Regions from separate parts of the Sus scrofa genome. Here regions 1 and 3 are each linked to region 2. The links are chromatin contacts, called in public promoter capture Hi-C and targeted proximity ligation maps. All regions are on one chromosome and are shown on one strand. The core of a region is the stretch at or near the end of the contact, and the rest is flanking DNA. Distances in the headings are between cores, read along the strand shown.

What was found. Promoter capture Hi-C pulls out the DNA fragments that hold promoters and counts their contacts.
Region 1: a contact with region 2 is called in a promoter capture Hi-C map of liver, with 4 times the contacts expected there. A contact is called at or near these places in 4 of 5 promoter capture datasets (fetal liver, fetal skeletal muscle and liver), 15 of 47 Hi-C or Micro-C datasets (alveolar macrophages, embryonic fibroblasts, fetal heart ventricle and 8 more) and 2 of 2 datasets of targeted methods (alveolar macrophages and skeletal muscle).
Region 3: a contact with region 2 is called in a targeted proximity ligation map of skeletal muscle, with 6 times the contacts expected there. A contact is called at or near these places in 9 of 47 Hi-C or Micro-C datasets (embryonic fibroblasts, epiblast stem cells, fetal heart ventricle and 3 more) and 2 of 2 datasets of targeted methods (alveolar macrophages and skeletal muscle).

What each region holds. Positions count from the first base shown.
Region 1 is chr3:52,647,893-52,651,904 of Sscrofa11.1, reverse strand. MAP4K4 (mitogen-activated protein kinase kinase kinase kinase 4) reads left to right here and starts at 2,425. Exons shown (of 29, transcript XM_021087163.1): 1 at 2,425-2,638; 2 at 2,998-3,063. The coding sequence starts at 2,582. It overlaps LOC106509759 (a long non-coding RNA gene), which reads right to left and starts at 3,260. Exons shown (of 3, transcript XR_001307587.2): 1 at 2,977-3,260; 2 at 1,604-1,742; 3 at 1-114.
Region 2 is chr3:52,796,118-52,800,394 of Sscrofa11.1, reverse strand. No RefSeq gene overlaps it. Among named protein-coding and RNA genes, the nearest start is that of RFX8, 43 kb to the left of the region's middle.
Region 3 is chr3:52,567,035-52,571,413 of Sscrofa11.1, reverse strand. All of the region lies in intron 3 of MAP4K4 (mitogen-activated protein kinase kinase kinase kinase 4), which reads left to right. Among named protein-coding and RNA genes, the nearest start is that of MAP4K4, 80 kb to the left of the region's middle.

The DNA of each region.
Region 1 (4,012 bases), core at 1,176-3,675, 150 kb after region 2:
GAAAGCTTGTAGAGATGGTTTCTGGAGTTCCCTGGTGGTGCAGTGGGTTAAGGATCCAGTGTTTTCACTGAAGGGGCGCTGGTTACTTCTGTGGAGAGGGTTCAGTTCCTGGTCCTGGAATGTCCGTGTGGGCATGACCGAAAAGAAAAAAAGAAAAAGGAAGAGATGGTTTCTGAATTGATCTTGAGGTGATGAAGAGAACTTGGTTAGGCAAAGGGCGTGGTGTGAGGTGGGCCTCAGTGTCATGAGGTTAGGATTGAGTCTTGAACCCATGGACAGAGGCTGGCTTGGGGGGCCTGTATGTTTCTGCATTAGGTTCAGCTGTGAATACTAAGCAAGTCAATTGATTTCTTTGGACGCTGGTTTCCTAATGTGTAAAGTGGGAAAAGTAAGAGTATCTACCATTTGGGACTAATGTGAAGAATAATCAAATAGTATATGTAAAGGATTTAGCACATTGTTTGGACCCCATATGTGTTACCTATTATTAATAGTAAATACGACTAAATTATTATTATTATTTTTATAGCCCAACCCATGGCATATGGAAATTCCCAGGCCAGGGATTGAATCTGAGCTGCAGCTCTGACCTAAGCTACAGCTGCGGCAATGCCGCTGGATCCTTTAACCCAGTGGAGCCAAGAATCCAACCTGCACCTCCACAGTGACCGGAGCTGCTGCAGCTGGATACTTAACCCACTGTGCCACAGTGGGAACTCCTAAAATCTTATTACTAGTACTATGGTCTGAAAGGTCATATGTGCACCAGTCCAACTCTGTGTAAATTATTTATACTCATAGATAATTCCATTGCTGTTGGTAGATTAAAAAACAACATAATTTAAAAGCACTACTAAATTCATAGGGAGACTTTGGCTACTACGATTTTCCTAACCAATGGATTCTAGGACTCCCTGAAGATATTTTAGCCTGTTGAGAAATTCTCAATAGTGGAAAATCTTGGAAACCAAACTGTTGGGAGGCAGGAGAGTGCTAAACATTCTGGGTAGAAGACTAATTTGGCTGAGTCAGAGATTTGGATTTTGGGGATAGGCTAGTGAGAATCCCCGTGCCACTTCCAGGCTTAAATGCCTTTAAGGAATTTAGAAAAATTCCTTCTCTTTCAGTACTTGAGTTTCCTCTTCTCTAAAATGAGGATAACATCATCCTAGGGCTAAAGGAGAGATTAAATTGATACTACATGTAAACCAAGAACTGGTAGATAATGATGGTCGTGTTTGTGAAGCCTTTCTGGAAGGGCCTTGGGTTTTCATCCAGTGCGGCTCCAGTTCTCAAAGTGTGATCCGTTGCAGACTCCGGAGGTGGGGTCGGCGGTCAGTGTTTTTCCAAAGGTGCGCTCACGTTTGAGAACTTGTATTCACAGTCTGGCAGGTAATAGGAAGCCACGGAAAGTTTTTGTCAGTGGAGTGATGTGACACAAATGACCGTTGGGCAGACCATATATTCTTGTTTAATAGGATGAAACTGCCTAACTGCTGCCTGGCTGCCAAAGCTGCCGGAAGCAGCCAGCTTTGATGGATCCTCAGTGATCTCTAGGCACTAAACTTGGGTTAACACTTCTGGCTCCCAATACGGTGCTCACCTTTACTGAGCGAGGTACTCAACACAAGGCAATTAGAGGAGCTGTTTGAGATTCAGTTTCCAGCGAAAGTCTCCGGACCGGGCAGCCAAAACAAATGATGCTCCGTGAATCCCGAACCTAACCAGGTCCTCGGTGTAGCCTGGAAAAGGAGAGAAAGGACAAGGAAACCAGGTAGGGAAACCGGAAATGAGGGTCTTAAGCGACTAGAACCCGGGGGTGGGGGAGGGGATGGGAAGAGCGGGGGCGAGGGCGCCTGGAGGACCCTCCTCCGCGGGGATCGCGGCGGAGCCGGGCGCGGCGGGGCGGGGCTCCGGGAGGGAGGAGTCGGCCGGCCCTGCGCCCGGGGGTCCGGGTCGCTTTGCCTTTGTCGCGGGTGCTGGAAGGGCGTGCTCCCCCTCCCCCGCGCCGCCCCGAGACCCCGGCTCCCGCGCGGCCTTTGTCCGGGCCCCACCCCTGTTGAATATTCACGCCGCGCCGCGGACCCCCCCCCCCGGCCCGGCTCCAGGCGCGAGCGCGCTTCCGCCCGCTTTTCCTGCCGGAGGAGGAAAGGGGGAGCTGTTGGCTCTCCTCAGAATCTCTTTTCGGTGTCCCGTTTCTCCTCCTCCCCGCCGCCACCGCCCCCCGCCCCCCGCCTCGCGCCCGCCTCCGCCTCCGCCTCCTGGTCATCTTTGTCTGGCGGCCTCGCGCTCCGGGCTCCACTCTCGGCGGCGCCGCGGCCCCTGCTCCGGGCCGCTCGTGCAGGCGCGCGGCGGGGCGCGGGGCCGGGGCCTGAGGCGCGGGCGACGCCCGGGGGCCTGCCGGCCGCCCCGGCCATGGAGTGAGCGCCGCCGCCGCCCGCCGCCCGGCGCCCGAGCTTGCTCCCGCCTGCCGCCCCCGGCCGCGCCCGCGGGCCCGCGCCACCCGGCCGGGCCTGCGACTCCGAGAGACACACCAGAGACGAATTGATTGTGGTCGATTTGGGGGTGACGAGAAGGGAAAATGGCGAACGATTCCCCCGCGAAAAGTCTGGTGGACATAGACCTGTCCTCCCTTCGGGTGAGTGGCCGCCGCGGGGCCGGGGGACCGGGAGCGGGGCGCTGGGAGCCGGGAGCGGGGCCGCGCCCTGGCCGGCCGGGCGCTCGGGCGCCGCCGTGGGCAGATCCGCGGGCGCGGCGGCCCCTTTGTCTGCCCGAGTCGGCGTGTGCGGGGTCCGGGGCGTGACCCTCCGCCTGCGCCGCCGCCCGGACCCCGACCCCGCGCGCCCCGGGCCCCTATCGCGGCCCCCAGTTGCCGGCCACCTCGCGCCGGGCGAAGCCCACCTCCTCGGTCACCGCCCTTTCTCTCCCGCTGCCCCGCTTCTTTTATTCATTGTTGTGCTGCTTTCCAACGCTCACCCATCCTCCTCTCTTCCTTAGGATCCGGCTGGGATTTTCGAGCTGGTGGAAGTGGTGGGAAATGGCACCTATGGACAAGTCTATAAGGTCGGTGCAGGCGCCTCCTTTGTTTCCCGGGGACGGGTTGAAACTTCTGATCCGGGGACGACGGGGAGGGTGATTGGACACGCCGCCGCCCGGAGGCTCAGCCGAAGTTGGAAGAGGGGTCCGGCCTCGCCGTCCCGCTGTTTTCAGCAGAGTTTATATTCAGACTGGCCTTAAAAGACCTCATTTCTTGGCTCTCAGATAAGGAAATAAGCTCCACTCTTAGGCATGCACCTTTTTTTTTTTTTCTTTTTCTTTTTTTTTTTTCAAGGAAATGGGAAAGCATTTTTGCATCAATCTACATTTTTTTTTCCCCCCTGTCTCTCCCAAATCTGGCCTTCTGAGTTTGTGTGTTAATTAAAATTCTGGATAGGCAGGCCTCGCCTGTGATTATCCTAAACCACTGCTTTGGCCTCCTTGAGAATCGTCTTCGTGTTTCCTCGTTTGAATCCTGGCCAGGCGCTCAATGAGGAGCAGAGTTTGGTGGTGTTACCTGGGAGTACTCCATAACTACCATACATTCTACTGACGGGTACATGTTTTGGGGAGTCAGGAGGGATGTGTGTTTGGGCAATAGGAGCAGGAAGAATTACAGTGTGAGGATTATGCACTCTAAATTCCAGGAATAACCTGTTTGACAGGTGTGTAATTGAAACAGAAAAGAGGCAGAGCCTCTGAGCAAAGAGGATGCCCAGATTTCACACCCACCCCAGGTCTTTCTCTAACAGCACCCCCTCCCCCCACTTGCCCCCAACAGTAAATGAAACTAACAAATCTGAAGACTTCCTGGACACCAGATATGACTAGCCCTGCTGTTCTGGAAATGAGGGTTAGCTGTAGGTAATTGAGGGGGAAGCCTTGAGAATTTGAAACAAATGTGAAATTCTCCCCAGTCCTGATTTGTTTCTTATTACTGAACAGCTTTCTCAAAGTTATCTGCACTGGGGGTGTT
Region 2 (4,277 bases), core at 550-3,049:
GGGGGTCTGGTTGGACATGGATGCTGGGCTGTCCAGCAGGCTCTCTCCCTTTGAAGGCCCAGAGTGGGGAAGAGAAGCAAGCATGTGCCACAGGGTGACGCCACCCAGGAGGTATGCCCTTGAGGACTCTCTGGCACACCCTGACTGTGGGGCCCTTCTGACCGTGGTGGCTGGGAAAGGGTCCTGGAGAGTGTGTGTCATGCAGAGCCTGGAAAGTTTCTAATTCTTCCCTGGGATGAGTGAGCTGGGGTAACCCACAAAGGAGGCTGGGTCAGACTTCCTGTGTGGGGGCTATGCCCAGCTGTGTATGAGCCATCTCTCTATCACACGTGGCTGGCAGCTGATGCACTTGGCTCTGCGGCCACATCTCAAGTAGAAAGTGTCTATGGTGAGACCCTGGTCATTACTCATACATTCATTCTGCAAATATTGGGGGTCCTAGGCACAGAGCCTACCATAGGGAGTAGGCAGTCTTCATGGATCTTATGGGCTGCAAATAACCCAATAATGAATAGTGATTTACTGTGGCTTGTCTAGTCCTCTGACAGAGGTGAGTCCAGAAGAGGGGCACAGAAACTAGTCCAGGAGGTCTGCAAAGAATGAAGCTGCTTGTAACTGAATGAGGAGTTAAGTTTCTGCTGCTGCAGAGCAGACATGCCCTCTGTCACCACCCCCCCACACACACACACACTTACAGATAAATGCAGCCCTTCCTTCCAAGGGCCAGTGAGAGCAGGAAGACACTGAGTTGGCTGAGGATTTGAATGCAAATCCTAGGATAAAACATTCACGAGGTGAAGGCTTATGATTCATACTCTTGGGTTCACTTTGTGGTCAAACCAAAGAAGAAGAAAAAAATCTGGGGAATTTGAAAAAAGACAGGTATCTGGAATGGATTAACTAGTTGGGTTTTTTCCCCCTTTTTCTTAAAAAAAAAAATGTAAATACTGTCAGACACTCAAGAGACCCCAGACTATCAGAAAATTCATACATGGCAGAGATAACAAAGCTGGGTGCCCCTAGAGGGAACTCTTGCCATTCCAAAAAGTCCCACCATTTTCTCCCTCTCCCACCCGCTCCCATGGACCAAATCTTCTCATCCTTTAAGGACCATTCTCAAATCTCCTGGAACTACACAAAGCAAACCTTCAGCAGTGGTTCCCTGCTAAGAATGGAAAGGCAGGGGGGTGAGTTTTTTCAAGTTTTATAAGTCTGTATTATTTTGTTTAAATAACCCAAGAGAAAGTCACATGGAAAAAAAATTCCTCCTCCCCATGGAAGCTTCTCTGATTCTGCTGCAGAGGGACCTCACAGTGGCCTCACACCTTACTGCCCCCTCCCATTATCTAACTTTCCACCCCTGAGTCTCTTCTCTCCGTCTAGACCACAGGTCCTGGCTGGAGCTGTTTGTAGTTCGCACAGGCCTGGCTCACACGCTGGGAATTCAAGTAATTGTTGCTGAGTGAATAAAAACTTGTAATGGGGGCACTTCGGTTTATGGGACTCACGGTTTGCTTTCCGTGGGGTATGTTAGACATTCATACCTTTAACTGAGTCCCCAACTTTGGGCAGTTGGGAGAGGTAAGGACTATTTTTCGTTCCCCTCTGGTTTCCACACAGCCTCATCAGGAAGAGGCCGGCCCATCCCCCGCCGCCTCCGAATTGCGAAATGACTGGACACCGAGCTGATCGGGGTTAAGGAGCCAGCGCTTGTCCTGAAGGGCCCCCGCTGTCCTCCCTGTGGGACTGGGAAAGGGTCTCTCCACCCCCGCTGCGCATTTTCCCCCGCGGATCCACTAGGTGGCCTGCGAAGAACACTGAGCAGGAGGAGGCCCCCAGGTGGCAGAGGACACGCTTCCTGCTTATCAGTTCCTTTGTTTGCTTTGCCTTTTGCACCCTTTGTCCCCATCCTCGAAGGATCACTAATTTAAAAGGAATCACTTGGGGATTTGAGAGAGGGGACAGTGCTGTGTCAGAGTTGAAAGCTTGAGGCTTCAGGCAGAGATTTGTGATTGTTAGCAGACTGATAGCCTGCAGTGTCTGCATCATAACAGAACTCTGTCTGCCTGGGAAGAAATGAACAGTGAAATAAAGCTCAGGGCCTATAGGTACTGAATAGACCAATAGACGAGTTAACTAAAGAGAAAAGGCAAGACCTAGGATGGGTGGGGGTGGGATGGAGTGGGCTCCTTCCTGCATGGCTGGTGCCATGTGTGTAGACTTCAGGCTTTTGTGAAACCATGTGGCTTCAGAGAAGAGCCATAAAATAACTCCGGTGCTTTAGCCAGAAACTTTCCTCTGAGGAAAAACCTAAAAGTTGGGGGAAAAGTGGCCGGAATAAAAATGTTTGGATCAGAAAACTTGGCGCAACAGTAGGGAGTGACTTAGTCAACTGCATAAGTAGAACATGCAGGCGTTAAAAATGGTAGAAAATGTCAGCTCTGTTATGTGCAGTTTTGTTTAGTTAAAGAGGAATTTTCAGGAGTTCCCATTGTGACTAGTGAGTTAAGGACCTGGTGTTGTCTCTTTAAGGATGTGTGTTCCATCCCTGGCCTCACTCAGTAGGTTAAGGATCTGGCGTTGCTGTGAACTGCAGTGTAGGTCACAGATGTGGCTCGGATCCCTCACTGCTGTGGCTGCTGTGGCGTAGGCCGGCAGCTGTGGCTCTGATTTGACCCCTGGCCTAGAAACTTCCAAATATGCCACAGGTGCGGCCCTAAAAAAAATGAATTTTCTATTTTAGGGAATGAAATTAAGGGTGAGTTACTTTCTTCAAAATGAGAACCTTACATAGACAACCAAGTGTCCCCAGATAGGAGTCAAAACAAAAGTAAACTCAGTAGCGCCTCCCACCGAGACCCCAGGAGGACGTGGGCCGTCTGCAGATGATTTGCGGCATGGGTGTTGGAGCAAGCCTTGGTCTGGCGGAGCTGCTATGGCAGAGCGCTGCTGGCTGGGTAGTTAAAACAGCAGGAGCTTCTTTCTCACAGTTCTGGAGACCAAGAAGGCCAAGACCCAGTGCTGGCAAAGCTGGGATCCTTATCAGGGCTCCCTCCCGCCCTTGCCCAGAGCCATCTTCTTCCCATGTCCCTCTGGGGCAGAGAGAGGGGCTCTGGTCTCTTCTTATAAGGGCACTAACCCCATCATGGGAGGGGGAGGTATCCTCAGGACCTCATCAAACCTAGCGAGCTCCCAGCACCCCTGCTTCCAAACACCATTACACTAGGGATTAGGGCTTTGGCATGGGAATTTGGAGAGGACAGGAGAAGAGGCAATTCCACTGGCAGATGTTAGGCCGTGCATGGAAATAGCCCAGGCCAGGGGAAGGCCAGTGAGCGGTTCTTCTGTGGGACTCACTGGGTGTAGTTGTGGCTCTGGGGAGAGAGGCCGGGCACTGAGGGGCTGGCCTGCCCTGGCACAGATGAACTACATTCTACTCAGACTGCTTCAGGGTCAGTCAGTCACAGGCTTGTCACTCAGACCTAACATGTGACACCTGCATTCTAACTACTGCACAGTTACATGCTGCACCATTTTGTATACAGCTTGGGGCCCACAGGCTTGAACTCCTGCAGGACACAGTCTGGTGACCATAAGGAAAACACAGGTGATAAGGCAGCATTCCATCAGATGCCAAGGTCCCACATGGGAGATGTCTCTGGTGTCCTTTCCAAGCAGTAGAAACGGCAGTACCGGCTATTACAACATAAAAACGCACATTTGAGCACTGACGAACCATTGCAAATTAAGAAGAGTGATATGGGAGTTCCTGTTGTGGTGCAGCAGAAATGAACCCAGCTAGTATCCATGAGGACGTGGGTTTGATCCCTGGCCTCACTCAGTGGGTTAAGGATCTGGTGTTGCCGTGAGCTGTGGTGTAGGTTGCCAATGCAGCTCAGATCCCGTGTTGCTGTGGCTGAGGTGTAGGTGGCAGCTGCAGCTCTGATTAGACCCCTATGCCTTGGGTGCGGCCCTAAAAAGACAAAAAAAAAAAAAAAAAGAAGAAGAAGAAGAAGGGTGATGTGGACTATAGGGTTGATTTCCTTTCTCCTGTAAGGTTGTAGAGTAAGAAACACAATTTTGTTTTTGGCCATGCCCAAGGAATGCAGAAGTTCCCAGGCCAGGTATCAAACCCACATCACAGCAGTGACCAGAGCCACAGAAGTGACAAGGCCATATCTTTAACTGCTAGGCCACCGGGAAACTCTCACAATTTAAAAAAACTACTCCAGAAGATTTCCTCAAATTCAGAGACAGCTTTCATGATCACACCTTGA
Region 3 (4,379 bases), core at 939-3,438, 230 kb after region 2:
CGTCCAGCGAGGCCTGCGCCCACATTTAGTTTAAGAAAAAATAGGCTTAGTTTATATTGAACCGAATCCATCTTATTTTAAATCATTTCCATCTGCAATTTTATCATATCCTCTTGTGATTGCTTCTAATGTGTCCAGTTACAGGTAAGAGTTACATCACACATCACAGGAGAAGGGACGTGGGGCAGCTTGATGTCAAAAAGCCATAAGCTCCCCGAGCCTGGGGTCTGTCAAGGGAGAAATGGCCAAGCTGATGTCAGGTGTGCAGTTGAGTCATGGGGGCGGTGCTGCTTCTCTGCCCCCGCCCCCTCTAGTGACATGCCTATTTTTAAAGTAAGAATTAGAAAACTTTGTCGCTGGACCAGGGGACAACTGATAGAACTTTATACATGTTTCGAAGATGGAACATTTTATAGGGTGACTGATCTCTTTTCCTTGTCACTTTTTATACTGAAAAAGCAGCATTGCGGTCATTCCCTGGTGGCAGCTGAGGATCTGGTGTTGTCATTGCTGTGGCATGCATTTGATCCCTGGCCTGGGAACTTGTGCATGCTGCAGGTGGAGGAAGAAAAAAAGGAAAAGCACCAAGGCCTTGCTGGTCAGAAGGTTCTTGGACTGTCCAGGATGGCGCTGTTGTGTTCGGGCCACCCTGTCTTGATCTCCAGCTCTTTGGGAAGTGGGCGTCTTTCCAGTGACATGCTGATTTTAAGATGACTTCACAGAGGGCTGAGGGAACTGCAGATGCTGCTTTACTCTGGTTCCAGTACCGCAGCCGGTTGTTCATGCGGTGTGGTCCGTGGCCCTTCCTGCAGGTTGCTGCTGGAGCCACAGGGGCCTTTGTCCTTGTCACTAGCACACTTCCTGACTTGGGTACTGTCAGGCTTGTTACATTTTTTTTTAAATTTAAAATTTTTTAATTAAAAAATTAACATATTTGGTTTACAATGTTGTACCAATTTCTGCTGTACCTCAAAGTGGTACACACACACACACACACACATATTCTTTATTTATTGTCTTCCATCATGGTCTGTCCCAAGAGATTGGATATAGTTCCCTGTGCTGTACAGCAGGACTTTCATTGTTGATGCACTCTAAATGTCATAGTTTACCCCCAAACTCCCAGTCCCGCCCCCTCCTCCTTGGCAGCCACACAGACTCGTCCCACTCAAAATGTCATCTTTGCGAGTCTGTGAGGTATTTGCTGTCTGTCCTGACACTTGGGGTTCTTTGCTGGCTTCCTAGCTGACCTGTTGCGACCTCTCCACGGACACCTTAGTGAGCTTGTCTGCTCCCATGGACACCTTCTCTCAGCCGGCTTTGCACCAGGCAGCGAGGGGTCGTGTTTAAAGGAGAGTGCAGACTAGAGGAAGGCCAGACAGCGAGTTACCCCCGAGTCCCTGCCTCGTTTAAGCAGTCCTTGCTGGCGCTCTGGCGCGTTTCCTCTCCACCACCTCTGTGAGCAGAGCTGTAAAACATGGCTCCTTTTCGTGACTTTTTGGTGAGACGCTTTGGATGAGTTGTGTACAAAAGGCATTTCCTTGCCTAAAAAATCAGGCAGTGTTGGACAGATGCGTTTTCAAGACTCCTTTAAAAATAACTATGCAAAACCCCGTGTGTTTAGGTAAAATGAAAACCAGATGGTGAGTCTCCAGAGCAGATACAAACCCATTCAGCCGTTTCCCATGTTGGCCTCTCAGCAATGTTCCTCGAGCACTGTTCTCTTGCAGAGCAACCTCTGCGCTGTGGGTGGGGGCACCCCACCCCACGCGAGAGTAGTTGTGGATGAAGAGAAGGGCCGCTGCCACCTTGAGGGGCTCAGCTCTTGTAAAGTTACAGGCGTTGGCCTGGGTGGGACCTGGGAGCGGGAGTAAGACTCTCCAACTTACGTTTCTGGTTTCGGATCCAGCAGGAGGGGAAGTTGGGGAGGGTTCTGAGGATGAGAGCGGGACTGCGAGTGGCTTCTGACATCACTCAGGTTAATCTCAGGAGCTGTAGGTGCGGATGCTGCTGCATCCTAAGGAGCATCTAATACTCGTCCTGCCACTGGAGCCTACTGCTCACATGAAATTGAGAGGTGTTTTCCAGGCTGCCGGTTATTCCTCAGACACAGGCCAGAGGAGTAGCAGGTGTGGGAGGGAGGTGGCGGGCGGGCCTTCTCCCAGCTGTCAGCTGTTGGCAGCCCTGAATGAATGTGCTCTAGGCTGGCTGCCCTGGGTCCACTTCACCTGCTTTGCTTGATGGTGTGACCCTGGAAGACAGAGCAGACTGGAAACTTACAGCGCGCCCTGGAGTGAGGTGACAGGGGCCGTCTGGGAGACTGAGGAGTCTGGAAGGGAGGCGGCCGTTTGCTCCAGGTGTACTCATGTCTCTGTTTCTTCTTGGGCTGGAACTATTTTAGGCTTTGATTATCTTCAGGGTTTTGAAGGGTTCTTTTTAAAGAAAGCGTGTCACTTATCTGATTGGTTGTGGGAAGGGTTTAAGGACATGTTGAAACCTGACATGACATGGGATCTCTGTTTTGTTTTCAAGATGATTATAGATTCACAGGAATTCGCAGAAAAGTGTACAGGGTGCCTCATGTACCCACACCCAGTCCCCCAGTGGTCACATCTTGTGTAACTAGAGTGCAGTGTCATAACTTAAGTTGTGCACAAAACAGAGCAAGCTAAGGCTTTGACGTGGACTTGGACGTTAGATTTTAGCAGATTCGGCTGCACCACTCCCCAGGGTCTGCCTGTGTGGCTTAGAGCCAGGGTGGGCATGGGCACAGATGGCACTGCTGCAGCCCACAGAGCTTATTCAGGTCTCCCCACATGGACGTGTATTGTATGCTCACATGTGTGTGGGTGGGTGGGTGGGTGTGGTGTGATGCTTTTGAAGGATACTTGAGTTAGTTGTTTCCATTCTTAATAGCCCCTTCATTTCAGTCCTTGTATCTTAATGTCAGACTTGTACTGTCCCCATTACACATAAGGGACTAATAGTTTGCCTCTTGGAATTGGGGGTGTCCCATTATTTTTATTACTACTCTAGAAGGTAAAATAAGTGAATTAGCTCGATTGGTAATTCTTACCTTGGGGTCCATAAGCTCTTTGAGTAAGATTGGTTTCTGGGAATTGGTTTCTGTCACCTATGCTGTCCGGTTCAGATAGCCTCTACCGTGCCAGGAATATTTTTACCATCATTTTTTCCAGTCATAGATTGCTGGAGGTTTGTGCAATACAGTTGGTTATCTTATCTCTTTTTAAAAACATCTAGTATCCATGAGGATGTGGGTTTGATCCTTGGCCTCACTCAATGGGTTAAGGATCCGGCATTGCTGTGAGCTGTGGTGTAGGTCACAGACTTGGCTCAGATCTTGCGTTGCTGTGGCTGTGGGATAGGCCGGCAGCTGCAGCTCTGATTAGACTCCTAGCCTGGGAACTTTCGTATGCTGCAGGTGGGGCCCTAAAAAGCAAAAAAAAAAACACATAGTGCATCTTCTTTCATCCATTCAAACACCTGTCAGTGTTTGAATATATATATATATATATATAGTTGATTTACAGTGTTGTGTTAGTTTCAGGTGTACAGCAGTGTTTCAGTTATGCATATATGTGTGTGTGTGTGTGTGTGTATGCACATATCTATACCTATTTTCCAGGTTTGTTTCCATTGTTGGTTATTATTATTATTTTTTTTTTTTTTTTGTCTTTTGTATTGTAGGTTACTAGAAGACATTGAGTATAGTTCCCTGTGCTATGCAGTAGGTCCTTGTTGGTTATCTACTTTATATACAGTAGTGTGTATTTATCAATTATAAATTCCAGTTTATGCTCCCCACCTCTTTGGTAACCATAGGTTTGTTTTCTATGTCTGTAAATATATTTGTCTTGTAAATAAGTTCGTTTGCATCATATGGTATTTGTCTTTCTCTGACTTACTTAGTATGATAATTTCTGGGTCCATTCACATTGCTTCAAATGGCATGATTTCATTCTCTTTATGGCTGGGTAATATTCCATTGTATGTATCCACTGACAGGTGTTTGAATGGATGAAAGAAGATGCACTATGTGTATACAATGGCTGGCTTATCTCAAGTCATTTAAATGTAATCTGTTCCTGTGCATCATTCCTGTCTCTCTCTCTCTCTTCCTCTCTCTCTCTCTCTCTCTTTTTTTTTTTTTTTTTAAAGAAATTGTCTTTTGGAAGAGCCCAGACAGTTGTTTGGTAAAATACCCCATGCTTTGGATTCTAGTTTTCCTCATGTTGTGCTTGACCTAGTTCATCTTTCTATATTTTTTGTACATTGGAAATTAAGGCTTGCTGAGATACAGAAAAAGTATTTTTAGCAAGAATACCTCGTTGGTGGCCTTAGGTACTTGCTGTTGCATG